Linked DNA regions of Sus scrofa: all the other regions are linked to region 2. The links are chromatin contacts, called in public promoter capture Hi-C maps. All regions are on one chromosome and are shown on one strand. The core of a region is the stretch at or near the end of the contact, and the rest is flanking DNA. Distances in the headings are between cores, read along the strand shown.

Region 1 (3,794 bases), core at 714-3,213, 510 kb before region 2:
ACAGCTCACAGCAATGCTGGATCCTTAACCCACTGAGCGAGGCCTGGGATCGAACCCGCAACCTCATGGTTCCTCGTCGTCCTCGGATTCTTTTCTGCTGCGTCAGACTTAGAATTTTGGAAGATCACTCTGTAATGTGAAGGCCAGCCTAGAGGGGGCAGGAGTGGACATGGGGAGGCTGTCCTGGGAGAAGGATGGTGGCCAAGTGGTCTCCCCGCACTATCACACAGGCACCGCATACTGAAGGGGAAGCCTGCGGGGTAGGTCCCTCACGGATGGTCTTGGCCATGGGCAGTGGAGGTGTCCGTGGGGGTTGTGACAGACAACACTAAGGCGGGAGCTGGATGTGAGCTGGAGACAGGTGGAGAGGCCCCGGAGGGGGGATGCTGCTGAAAGCCCCAGAGAGCGGCCAAGAACCCCGAGGGCCAGTGTGGAGACAGGAACCCTGGAGGCTACCAGCCTTTAGGGGAAGGCAGAGGAAGAGACTGAGGGCTGGGTAAGAGCCAGGAGATGATAACGGGAGCTTTTCAGGAGCAGTGCTGTCAGCCACTATGCAGACAGACGTGATGAGGTGCAGAAGGAAAAGTATCTATTGGGTCTAGCAGTGTGAGATGGCCAGGGACCTTGTGAAATTTTCATTGGTGAGCTGGGAGTAAGAGACATGACAGCGGGTCACGGAATGTGAAGTCAGGACAGCTCTTTTTTTTTTTTTTAATGTGTTTTTTTTTTTTAAATTTTGGGGTCTTTTTGTCCTTTAGGGGCACACTTGTGGCATAGGGAGGTTCCCAGGGTAGGGGTCCAATCGGAACTGTAGCCACCAGCCTATGCCAGAGCCACAGCAAGACAGGATCTGAGCTGCATCTTCGACCTACACCACAGCTCACGGCAATGCTGGATCCTTAACCCACTGAGCAAGGCCAGGGATCGAACCCTTGTCTTCATGGATGCTACTCAGGTTCGCTAACCGCTGAGCCAGGACGGGAACTCCATGACAGCTCTTTGGTGGTGGTGGTGTTCGCCTGCACCTGTGGTCTGTGAAAGTTCTCGGGCCAGGAATGGAACCCTGCACTACAGCAGTAATGATGCCAGATCCTTAACCGTTAGGCCACCAGAGAACTCCAAGGAGTGTGAAGGAAGGATGGCTTTTGGAAAGAGTCCAGGCTGGAAGGAGTGTTTTGGGTTGTCTTGTGCTGTTGAAAGGCTGAGGGGAAGCAAAGACGGGAGGGGGTGAAGGTACAGGAAGGAAGGTTCCTGTGACCCAGGGCCTGGATGCTTGGGCAGGGACACTGGCTTGGTCAAGGGGCCAGAGGAAGGGAGGGGTGCAGCTGCATGTGGGCGCCTGGGAGGAAGAAAGTGTGGGAGAGCCTGTCTCAAGGATTCTATTTTCCTGTGAAAGAGGGTGAAACCACGTGGGTAGAGCCTGGGAGGCCTGGATGGAAAAGGAGGCTTGAGGGACCCCCGTTTTGGAGAGGGCACTAGGATTAGTGAGGGGCTGGACAGGTCTGAAAGGGACCAGACCAGGGTGGCCTGATCTAGCAAATAAAACCACAGGACATCTCGTTCCATGAGAATTTCACCTAGACAACGAGGAACTTACTAGTCTAACTCATACAATATTTGGGATATATTAGTACTTTAAAAATACACAAAATGTGTTGCTTATCTGAATTCAAATGCAACAGGGTGTCCCACAAATTACCTGGGAACCCCAACCCCGCGTGGGGAGCAGGGGATGCGTGGGAGGGAGGGGGTGGCGCGACACGGACCTGGAGAAAGGGTTTGAGAAGGGTGGGGTGCCGGAGGGGCAGGAGGCTGGGGTCGCTGCTTTCGTCCCGCCGCGCCGCCTGGGAGCACAGAGGCCTGTACAGGTTCTTCCCAGACAGCAGGGACCCCGTGCCCCAGAACTTCGGTCTCGTCCCCCCGCCCCCACCCCGTAGGTCCCTTGGTGTCGCCGTAATGGCTCATCGATAGCTCTACACTCGGCCTACGCCTCTATCGACTCGTTCCGGCTCCGCTCACCGTCCTGGACCTCGGCGGAGCGCAGAGCCGCGTGTAAGGTACGGAGGCCGCGGAACGAGAGCTCGAAGGCGGCTTCCAGTGGCCGGGAGAGTGCGCCCGGGGGAAGCTGCCTTAGCGGGACGGAGTCAAGACGGTCGGCGGAGCACCGGGGGCTCGCGGGTCCAGGCAGGTAGCGCCCCCTTCCATCAGGGTCAGCCGCCGGCCTTGCTACGCATGCGCGGCCGCAGCGTTCCGGCTTTTTCCCCTCCGGCCCGTCCGGGGCCCTGCTGCGCACGCGCGGCCCGCCCCTGCGGCAGAGCGGCGCCCCGGACGTGACTGCCCCCTGCCGGTCGCGGGTGGGGTGGCGTTCCGTCCGCGTTCGTGGGACCGGGAACGGAGCGCGCGCCTTGGAGCACGGAGCTGTCCCCGGATGGTTGTCACGCGTGTCCCTGAATCTCTCTGAGCCTCGGTTTCCCCATACTTAAAATGGGAATGATTTTATTTTCCAGCACTCAGTGATCTGTTGTCACCTATTAAGGACATAGAGGGTATTCTCTAAATACTGAACTCTTTCTTCTCCAGATGCTCTGATCTTTGACCCCTGCCGGTCAGACCTAGGGCCCTGTGTAGGTCCGAGTCTTTCAAGCAGCCACACCATGAACACGTCTCCAGGCACGGTGGGCAGTGACCCTGTCATCTTGGCCACTGCAGGCTATGACCACACAGTGCGGTTCTGGCAGGCCCACAGCGGGATCTGTACCCGAACCGTACAGCACCAGGACTCCGTATCCTCCCCTGGGGCTGTGGGATGGTGCTGGGCAGGATGCCTGGTGGGGTAACAGCCTGAGCAAAGGCCTCCAGTGGGAAGGATGGGATAGCCGAGCTGGATGCCGGAAGCATTGGGGGCCCCTGGCCCTGGGGCCCTGTTCCTTGTCCTTAACAGGCCCAGCAGGTGAACGCACTGGAGATCACACCCGACCGTAGCATGATTGCTGCTGCAGGTACCTTCTCCTCCACTCCGGGCCCTGATTTCCCATAGGTCCATCTAGGCCCAGCCAGACTTGAGCTTGAACTGTGCCCCCAGGTTACCAGCACATTCGCATGTATGATCTCAACTCCAATAATCCCAACCCCATCATCAGCTACGATGGGGTCAACAAGAACATCGCGTCTGTGGGCTTCCATGAGGATGGCCGCTGGATGTACACTGGTGGCGAGGACTGCACGGCCCGGATCTGGGACCTCAGGTGCGGGGCACTGGGTGGGAGGAGGGGCCAGGCTAGAGACTGTCTCAGGTCAGGTTCACTCCAGGTGAGAGCTGAGACAGAGTTTTCGGTGCAGTGGTTTCTAGAGGGCAGGTGCGGAAGGCAGGATGAAGGCACACAAAGATGGGTGTAGCCTTAGCCTGATCCCACAGGGCCCTCTGAAACCACCTGCTTCAAAGAGGAAGTCCCAGAGCTCCTGGTGGCTTGGCAGGTTGGGGGTGTCACTGCTGTGCTGTGGGTTTGATCCCTGGCCGGGGAACGTCCATGTACTGAGGGTGTGTCCAAAAAACAGCAAATAATAATGATAAGAGAGCAGTCCCGCCTCGAGGCAAGAGGCCACCCTTCATGCCCCTTCTGAGTCTGTCACTGGCTTCAGGCTACCCCTCATGGGGGTGGGGACAAGCCTCCCGCGTATTTCCTGTAAGACAGCGCCCATCACAGAAGGATGAGGATGAGCGGCCAGGGAAGGGGCGTGTGGGGGGGGGGCAATAGCGTCTGCCACAGACGGAGCGTGTCCCCACGTTGAAGGTC
Region 2 (3,326 bases), core at 761-3,260:
CAATCCCAATTGCAGACTCTGGAGGGAAAAAAAAAAAAAAATCCCTACTGGGGTAAAGGAGTGACACATAAAGCTAAATCTACGAAAAGTCAGTGGAACTATATGAAAATAAATGAAAACCTTTATAGCATATGAAATCCTTCAACCTCCATTTTTATCTTTTTTTTTGTTATTTTTCTCCGCCCCACTCTAAACCTAAGTCCTCTTTGGCTTTCTATACCCTACTTGGTTTCTGCTTCCCTTGCAGAACGCTTCTGATCTGCAATTAATTCTTCAACTCAACCATTCACCCACACTTCCATACCTCCTCACACAATAATCCTCCCACTCCCTGGAGAAGGAAAACCAGTAGATGATAAGCGTGCACTTTAAAATCTATTAAGTCACAACAGATGGGAACGCTTATAGGGAATGAGCCAATAACGAAGCCACAAACACACCATTCAAGACGGCGCTCAAAACATTTTAAGAACGAATAGACAAAAAAGTGTATCAACAACACACACAGATCATCAAAACCACATAAGGATTCTTAAACTGGGGTTCGCAGTCTGTGCATATGCAAAAAATCATCACCCAAGCATGCGGCAAAAAAGCAAAAGCAAGCTGCAAAGAAAGACGAAAGGGAGGTTTTTTTACTGTTGGAAAATCATCACAGTACCAAACTAACTAAGCAGAAAGGAGTTTCAAAATCCAATAATACGGTATTTAAGAAGAGAAATGCACCAAAAGGGGTGGGGAGTGTGCAGAAAAATGGACCTGAGTAACAGCGCAATAAGCTCAGTACAGGAGCAGTGTGGTAGCTGAGTGGACACTAGGCAGCCCAGAAAACGAAAATACTCGCTCAGGAAGAAATCCAAACTCACACACTCAGGAGAAGAAAAAAAACACAAAACACTTTCTCAATTTTTCGACCCAAAATATATCTTAAAGAGGCGTCTGAGAGGAAACCAAAAACTAGAAGACTTGGGCGCCAAATGAAGACAAAGTCCAGCGTTTCCTGAGGCTGGCAGCCTCTTCCCTAACTTTAACATAACTTTTTGGTAAATAACAAAACACGGGGAAAGAGGAAAGAAAGAGAAGGAGCGAAAGAAACAAAAGAAAAACTGAGAAAGCAGTACATGGCCTGCCTCTACGTACCTAGACTGAAGGACTTTTTTCCTAAACGTTTCCCTTTTTTAACGCTTCAAGACAGAGAGTAACGCATCCGAACTGTCTTAAATCTCTTGGGCGTTTAAGTTCAAGGCCTTCTCTGCACTGGCTGAGCCACCAGGGCCTATTTTCGGCCTTGAGGGAGAGGGAGGGGGCTGAGCGGCGCCCCGTAGTCTGGGAGGCTCAAGGCCGGACCACAAGCCTCCGGGAGGGACGGGTTGACCAAACCGAGAGGCTCAGGGGTGAGGAGCCGGGAGCGCCCCCCCCCGGCGCGCCGCCGCCGCCCCCTCCCCGCCGAGAAAATGTCGGCAAGGACAGCTGCAGGAGGGCCTCCCGGCCGCACGCGCTGGGGAGCCGGGAAGCCGAGTCGCGCGCTCCCCCCTCCTCGCCGAGAACGCGCGCGAGGCCGAGGGCAGTCGGCGGCGCGCGCCGTTACCATGGGGGAGGGGAGGAGGAATAAAGACCCGCGCGCGGTAAGAACCCCGAGGAGGGGGAAGGGAAGGCAGGCAAGCGAGAACGTCCGCACGAGCTAGGGGTGGCCAGCGCGCGTGCGCGCGGCGGCCTGAGCCGTTCTCCGCGCGCTTTGGCCTAGCGCCGGGGCCGCCGCCCCTCCCCCACCCGGCTCGCGCGCTCCCTCACCCGCCGCCGCCGCCTCCGCCCGCCGCTTCCGAGGGGGAGAGCTGTTGCCGCCGCCGCCGCTCGAGGTCCTGAGTCCCTCGGCGCCTGGAGTCGCCGCCTTGCCTCCCCGGTCCGCCCGTCTCAGCCGACACAGACGCCTCCTCGCTTCCTCAGGGGCCGCAGCGGGCTCCGACTGCGCCACTCGCACCCCGCCTGGGCCGCGCTGCACGTCAGCACGACGGACTAAGAACGTCAGCACGCTACCGCGCGCGTCGCAGGGCACGCCGGGAGCCGTAGTACTCTCCACGGCCTTGTGCGCAGGCGCCGAGACTGCACCGGGAAGTGTAGTTAATTAAGGCCCGAGGGAAGGGCAACTCCGTTGTCGAAGAACTATGATTCCCGTCGGCCCGTTGCCGACGCGGTCGGAGGAGCGGACCGAGAATGCAAGCAACGCATTCTCGACAGTTTCCGCTGGGAGGCGGAAGACATAGGGCCTATCGCCACATAGCCAGCGCGAGGGCTCTCCTTGACCTCCCGACTTCGTCCCAGGGTATCCTGGGAGTTGTAGTTCTAGGAGGACGCGGAACCCTTAAGTAGCTTCGCCTTCCCCTCACGCGGCCATTTTGTCTCCCCATGTTGGGAGGCGATGGTCCCAAGCCCAGGGACCCTGCGGCTCCCAGGTGATTGCCGTCCCCTGTCCTTCCGCACCCGGGAGACCTCTACCACCCCGCCCAGACCCCGGCCAGCGGACATCCCGGGAACCCCAGAGCCCAGCGTCTGGCTCAGGGCTTGAGCCTTAGGCCCGGCCAGTAGGCGGTCTTGTTCGCAGCTTCTGCCCGCCGCAGACAGTGTTGAACCGGGCGGCTGCACCCCGGGGATGATTTTTTGTTACCATCCCCCGCCTGTAAGGGGGCGATGAGCTTTTTCTCTTAGGGAACCTGAGATGTATCATATACGTGTTAGGGCGAAAACGTTACCGACGCCCTGAAGTTTTCCACCCCTCTGCAGAGTGCCTGAGTCCAGTTTTTTCCAGTGGGAGAGCAGCCAGTCTCCCTCAGAACAGAGGTGGAAGAAGCGAGGCTTCCCAGGCAGGCCACAGTTTCAGCTGGAGTCCCCACCTCCTGCTCGAACTGCAGTTTGCGCTCGGCTGCCCTGGTTAGTCCAGGTTCTTACACCCTCATCAGTGTTGGGGACATGGCTTGGATGGTCAGTCGAAAAATGAGACATGAACACTGGGAGATCTCGACAAGGCTCTTTACTTCTGCAGAAGGGTGTGGGTGCTCAAAAAGCGCGTGCAAAGAAAAGCCCCTCCCTATTTATCCCCACCGCAGGTGATGTACCTGTTGCCTTCGCCTGGGTCAGGTCAAGGTGCACATGCTTCTTCTCGGTTGGCTAATTTGAAACAAATTGTTACTGGGAGAAGTGGGGGGGGGGAGCTCTGCAGGAAGGCCTTTCAGCAGATGCTGGAAACAGTAGCAAAATGGAGTAACCAGGATTTCCTTTGTGTTGCTTTCCACATCAGGACCCATCTCCTTGCAGTCACTTAATCACCTGAA
Region 3 (3,661 bases), core at 592-3,091, 480 kb before region 2:
CCCAAAGTACCTTTTGTACCTCTTCAAAGGCAACCCAACCCAACCCAACCAAACAAACCCTTTGGAGACTTTTAAGAGGTGTTCACAGGGGCCAGGTAGGAGTGATTTCACTTGTGGCTCCTGCTTTAATTAAAACAAGTGTCTGGGAGTGCCTGTAGTGGCTCAGCAGAAATGAATCTGACTAGCATCCATGAAGACGCAGGTTTGATCCCTGGCCTCGCTCACTGGGTGAAGGATCTGGCCTTGCCATGAGCTGTGGTGTAGGTCGCAGATGTTGCTCGGATCCCAAGGTGCTGTGGCTCTGATGTAGGCCAGTGGCTACAGCTCGGATTTGACCTGTAGCCTGGAGACCTCCATCTGCTGTGGGTGTGGGCCTAAAAAGACAAGCACACACGCACAAAACACCCAAGTATCTGCTGGGCTCTGTATTACTAAAGCTGAAAACACTGTATATCAAAATACTTTATGTTCACATTCCAATTTAATAGCTCCTGATGAAGGAGCACATGCTCCAAAACTTTATTTTTTTGTCTTTTTGCCTTTTCTAGGGCCGCTTCCTGCGGCATATGGAGGTTCCCAGGCTAGGGGTCGAATCGGAGCTGTAGCTGCCAGCCTACACCAGAGCCACAGCAACGCAGGATCTGAGCCGTGTCTGCAACCTACACCACATCTCAAGGCAACGCCGGATCCTTAACCCCTGAGCAAGGCCAGGGATTGAACCCGAAACCTCATGGTTCCTAGTCGGATTCGTTAACCACGGAGCCATGACGGGAACTCCCCTTTTTTTTTTTTTTTTTTTTTTTCTTTTTTGTCTTTCTGCCTTTTCTAGGGCTGCTTCTGCTGCATATGGAGGTTCCCAGGCTAGGGGTAAAATGGAGCTGTAGCCGCTGGCCTACGCCACAGCCACAGCAACGTGGGATCCAAGCCGTGTCTGCAACCTACACCGCAGCTCAAGGCAACGCCGGATCCTTAACCCCTGAGCGAGGCCAGGGATTGAACCCGCAACCTCATGGTTCCTAGTCGGATTCGTTAACCACTGCCCCACGATGGGAACTCCTAAAACTTCAAAAACAGAAACATTTTTTATCTTCAGTGAAGTGGGGGATCAAACAGACTATTGACCTTAACACTTGGACTCAACAGAAACTCTGTTTTCCTTTTTACAGAAGTACTTGCGGCTAAGAAGTTCCCAGGCCAGAAGTGGAATCCGGCCAGCCAGCACCACAGCGGATCCGAACCGGATCTGCGGCTTCTGCTGCTGTGGCAATGCTGGACTCTTAGCCCACTGAGCGAGGACAGCGATCGCACGTGCATCCTCACAGACTCTATGTTGGGTTCTTAACCCGCTGAGCCACAGAGGGAATTCCAAGAAACTGACTTTAAAACTGAGCTTTATCTCGCAGCCTTTCCAAGTTCGATAGCTTTCACTGGGTCTGGATGTCGGTTCCGGGCCCGTGTGGCGCGGGCTCCGCCGCCAGCGGCCGCCGCGTCGTGTCCTGCCTCAGCACCTGCAGCAGGCTCTCGGCCGCCGGGATCCCGCCGCGATCCGGGCGCTTACCTGCGGCCGCGGCCGGCTCCACCAGGACGTGCTGGCTCCCGAAGCGCCGCGCGCCGTTCCTGATGCCCGCTGCAGCCTCCGTCCGTCCGAGGGCCACGCCGCGGAGCAGGGCCCCTGCGAAAGGCAGCGCGAAGCCAGTCAGCCTGCCGCCCCACCGGGCCAGGCCCCCGGCGCCCCGGCCCCCCGTGCCCCGGGCACGCACAAGGGCGGAGCAGGGCGCGCGCCGGGAGGCGCAACACCGCCGTCAGCGCCATCTTGACCGCACTGAGCGGGGTCGCGGCCTGACCGCCCCGCCCCTTCCGGCTCAGCCGGCCCCCGCCCCCCTGCCCTGGCCGCCCCGCCGGAGGGCGGGCCGGGCGCAACCAAGGTCACCGTCGGGGCCAGCGGGGAAGCGGGCCAAAGGTGGCCAGTACTTCACCTTCACCCATAGCCGCGGGCAACTGCGTTAGCTGCCGAGAGGGCTGCGAGCTGAAGGGGTTCTAAGGGGGTTTGGGAACCCTGGCGAGCTGCCTTCTAGATTCAGGGGTCACAGCTGAAGCAACCAGATCACACCCACAGACGTGGGCACTGGAAGGGTGCTAACGGGGAGCTTAGAGTCGTAGTGCGCACTCCGGCCTGTGGGTGGCAGCTACAGCTGGTAGTTTAGCCACAGGCATGGGGGGGGGGGATCATAGCCTGATGACCAAGAATGGACCATGCACAAAACAGCAAGTAAACAAAACGTGGGCAGCACACAAGTGAGGCTGGGGACAAGAGGCATCCGCACACTGCCGGCAGGCCCCCAATGCTCCTCCACAAGAAAGGGAAGCCGAGTGAGCTCCTGTCGGGGCTACAGAAATGAATCTGACTAGTATCCATGAGGATGCGGGTTTGATCCTTGGCCTTGCTCAGTGGGTCAGTGATCCAGCATTAGCTGTGAACTGTGGTGTAGGCTGCATATGCGGCTCGGGCCTTGCGTTGCTGTGGCGTAGGCCAGTTGCTACATCTCCGATCGGACCCTTAGTCTGGGAAGCTTCACATGCTGTGGGTGCAGCCCTAAAAAGCAAAGCAAAAAAAAAAAAAAAAAAAAAAAGTAACCCCACCGTTTTATTTGCTTGACCCTATAAGGCGGAGACGAGGGAGGGATGGCTAGCCTGTGTGCACTGTTCTGACCAGTTTAACGCTGGCCACGGTGGTGCATGACTGGGGGGCTTTGTTCTGGAACCTCCTGAGCACTTTCAGTTCTTCCTGTGGAACAAACCGGTCTACAATGTGTGCCTACGGAGCAGCCCAACACCCCTGTGTTTTCCTGGTTGAGAGGTCTTCAAGTGTGACTTTGGAGATGAAACCAAGAGTTTTCAGGTACCCATGTGTTTTTAATTCCCTCCAACTGAAGCTACCGTCTTTGGGGCCAAGGGATGGGAAGGAGGCAGTGATCCTGATGCTTGAGCTGCACACTATTCAAGGTTTATTCAACACAGCCCTTTTACTCTACACAACAAAGTACAAACACAACATTATCTAAAATGCTACAAAGTTACAAAACTCAAAACAGAAAATTTGTAGTACTGACTGTACAATAAAAGCCAAAAAAGCAATGTACACGTTGGTTGCCAAGGTATCCTGCATCGCCGTCAGGAATACCAACACAAGCACTTTCCGTGGTGACCTGCTACGACCAGACACTTTCATTTCGGAGAAAGACATGGGCTGTGTGTGCACGCACACACGAGAATATATGTAAAAACCATTCTGGGCAGGTAAGAGAGGGTATTTGATCCTAGAGGTCAGAGAGGATTCAAGTAGGGGGGAGGCCAGACTAACAGCAACGGCAGCTGCATAAAAGCACATCCTTTCCTGAGGGACCCTGTAAGCCAACAGGTTAGGGCATGACTAGGCCACCAGACTGGCCCCGGGTCAACCAGGGAATGGAAAAAACGTGCTCCCAGGCTGGGGCTGTGCCACTACCTGGCGCCCCCTGCTCATCCCTGCTGGCTCTGCCACTAAACTGACTCCCAGGAACTAGAAACGTGGGATCTTTCTAGCCAGAAAACCATCTTTCCAGGCACATCCCCAAGCCTGCCCCTGAGTGAGAGCCTTCGTTCCTACCCATCCCCCTTTGGC

What was found. Promoter capture Hi-C pulls out the DNA fragments that hold promoters and counts their contacts.
Region 1: a contact with region 2 is called in a promoter capture Hi-C map of fetal liver, with 4 times the contacts expected there. The contact joins the promoter of MLST8 here to the promoter of SRRM2 in region 2. A contact is called at or near these places in 1 of 5 promoter capture datasets (fetal liver), 1 of 47 Hi-C or Micro-C datasets (alveolar macrophages) and 1 of 2 datasets of contacts at active chromatin or transcription factors (alveolar macrophages).
Region 3: a promoter capture Hi-C map of fetal skeletal muscle shows a contact between it and region 2, with 6 times the contacts expected there. The contact joins the promoter of ECI1 here to the promoter of SRRM2 in region 2. A contact is called at or near these places in 1 of 5 promoter capture datasets (fetal skeletal muscle) and 1 of 2 datasets of contacts at active chromatin or transcription factors (skeletal muscle).

The regions. Positions count from the first base shown.
Region 1 is chr3:39,784,375-39,788,168 of Sscrofa11.1, reverse strand. MLST8 (target of rapamycin complex subunit LST8) reads left to right here and starts at 1,963. Exons shown (of 9, transcript XM_013987830.2): 1 at 1,963-2,184; 2 at 2,581-2,783; 3 at 2,948-2,999; 4 at 3,083-3,245; 5 at 3,792-3,794. The coding sequence starts at 2,655.
Region 2 is chr3:39,273,972-39,277,297 of Sscrofa11.1, reverse strand. It overlaps SRRM2 (serine/arginine repetitive matrix 2), which reads right to left and starts at 2,010. Exons shown (of 15, transcript NM_001244545.1): 1 at 1,792-2,010.
Region 3 is chr3:39,748,922-39,752,582 of Sscrofa11.1, reverse strand. It overlaps ECI1 (enoyl-CoA delta isomerase 1), which reads right to left and starts at 1,841. Exons shown (of 7, transcript NM_001285973.1): 1 at 1,761-1,841; 2 at 1,559-1,672. The coding sequence starts at 1,812. It overlaps RNPS1 (RNA-binding protein with serine-rich domain 1), which reads right to left. Exons shown (of 8, transcript XM_003481099.4): 8 at 2,983-3,661.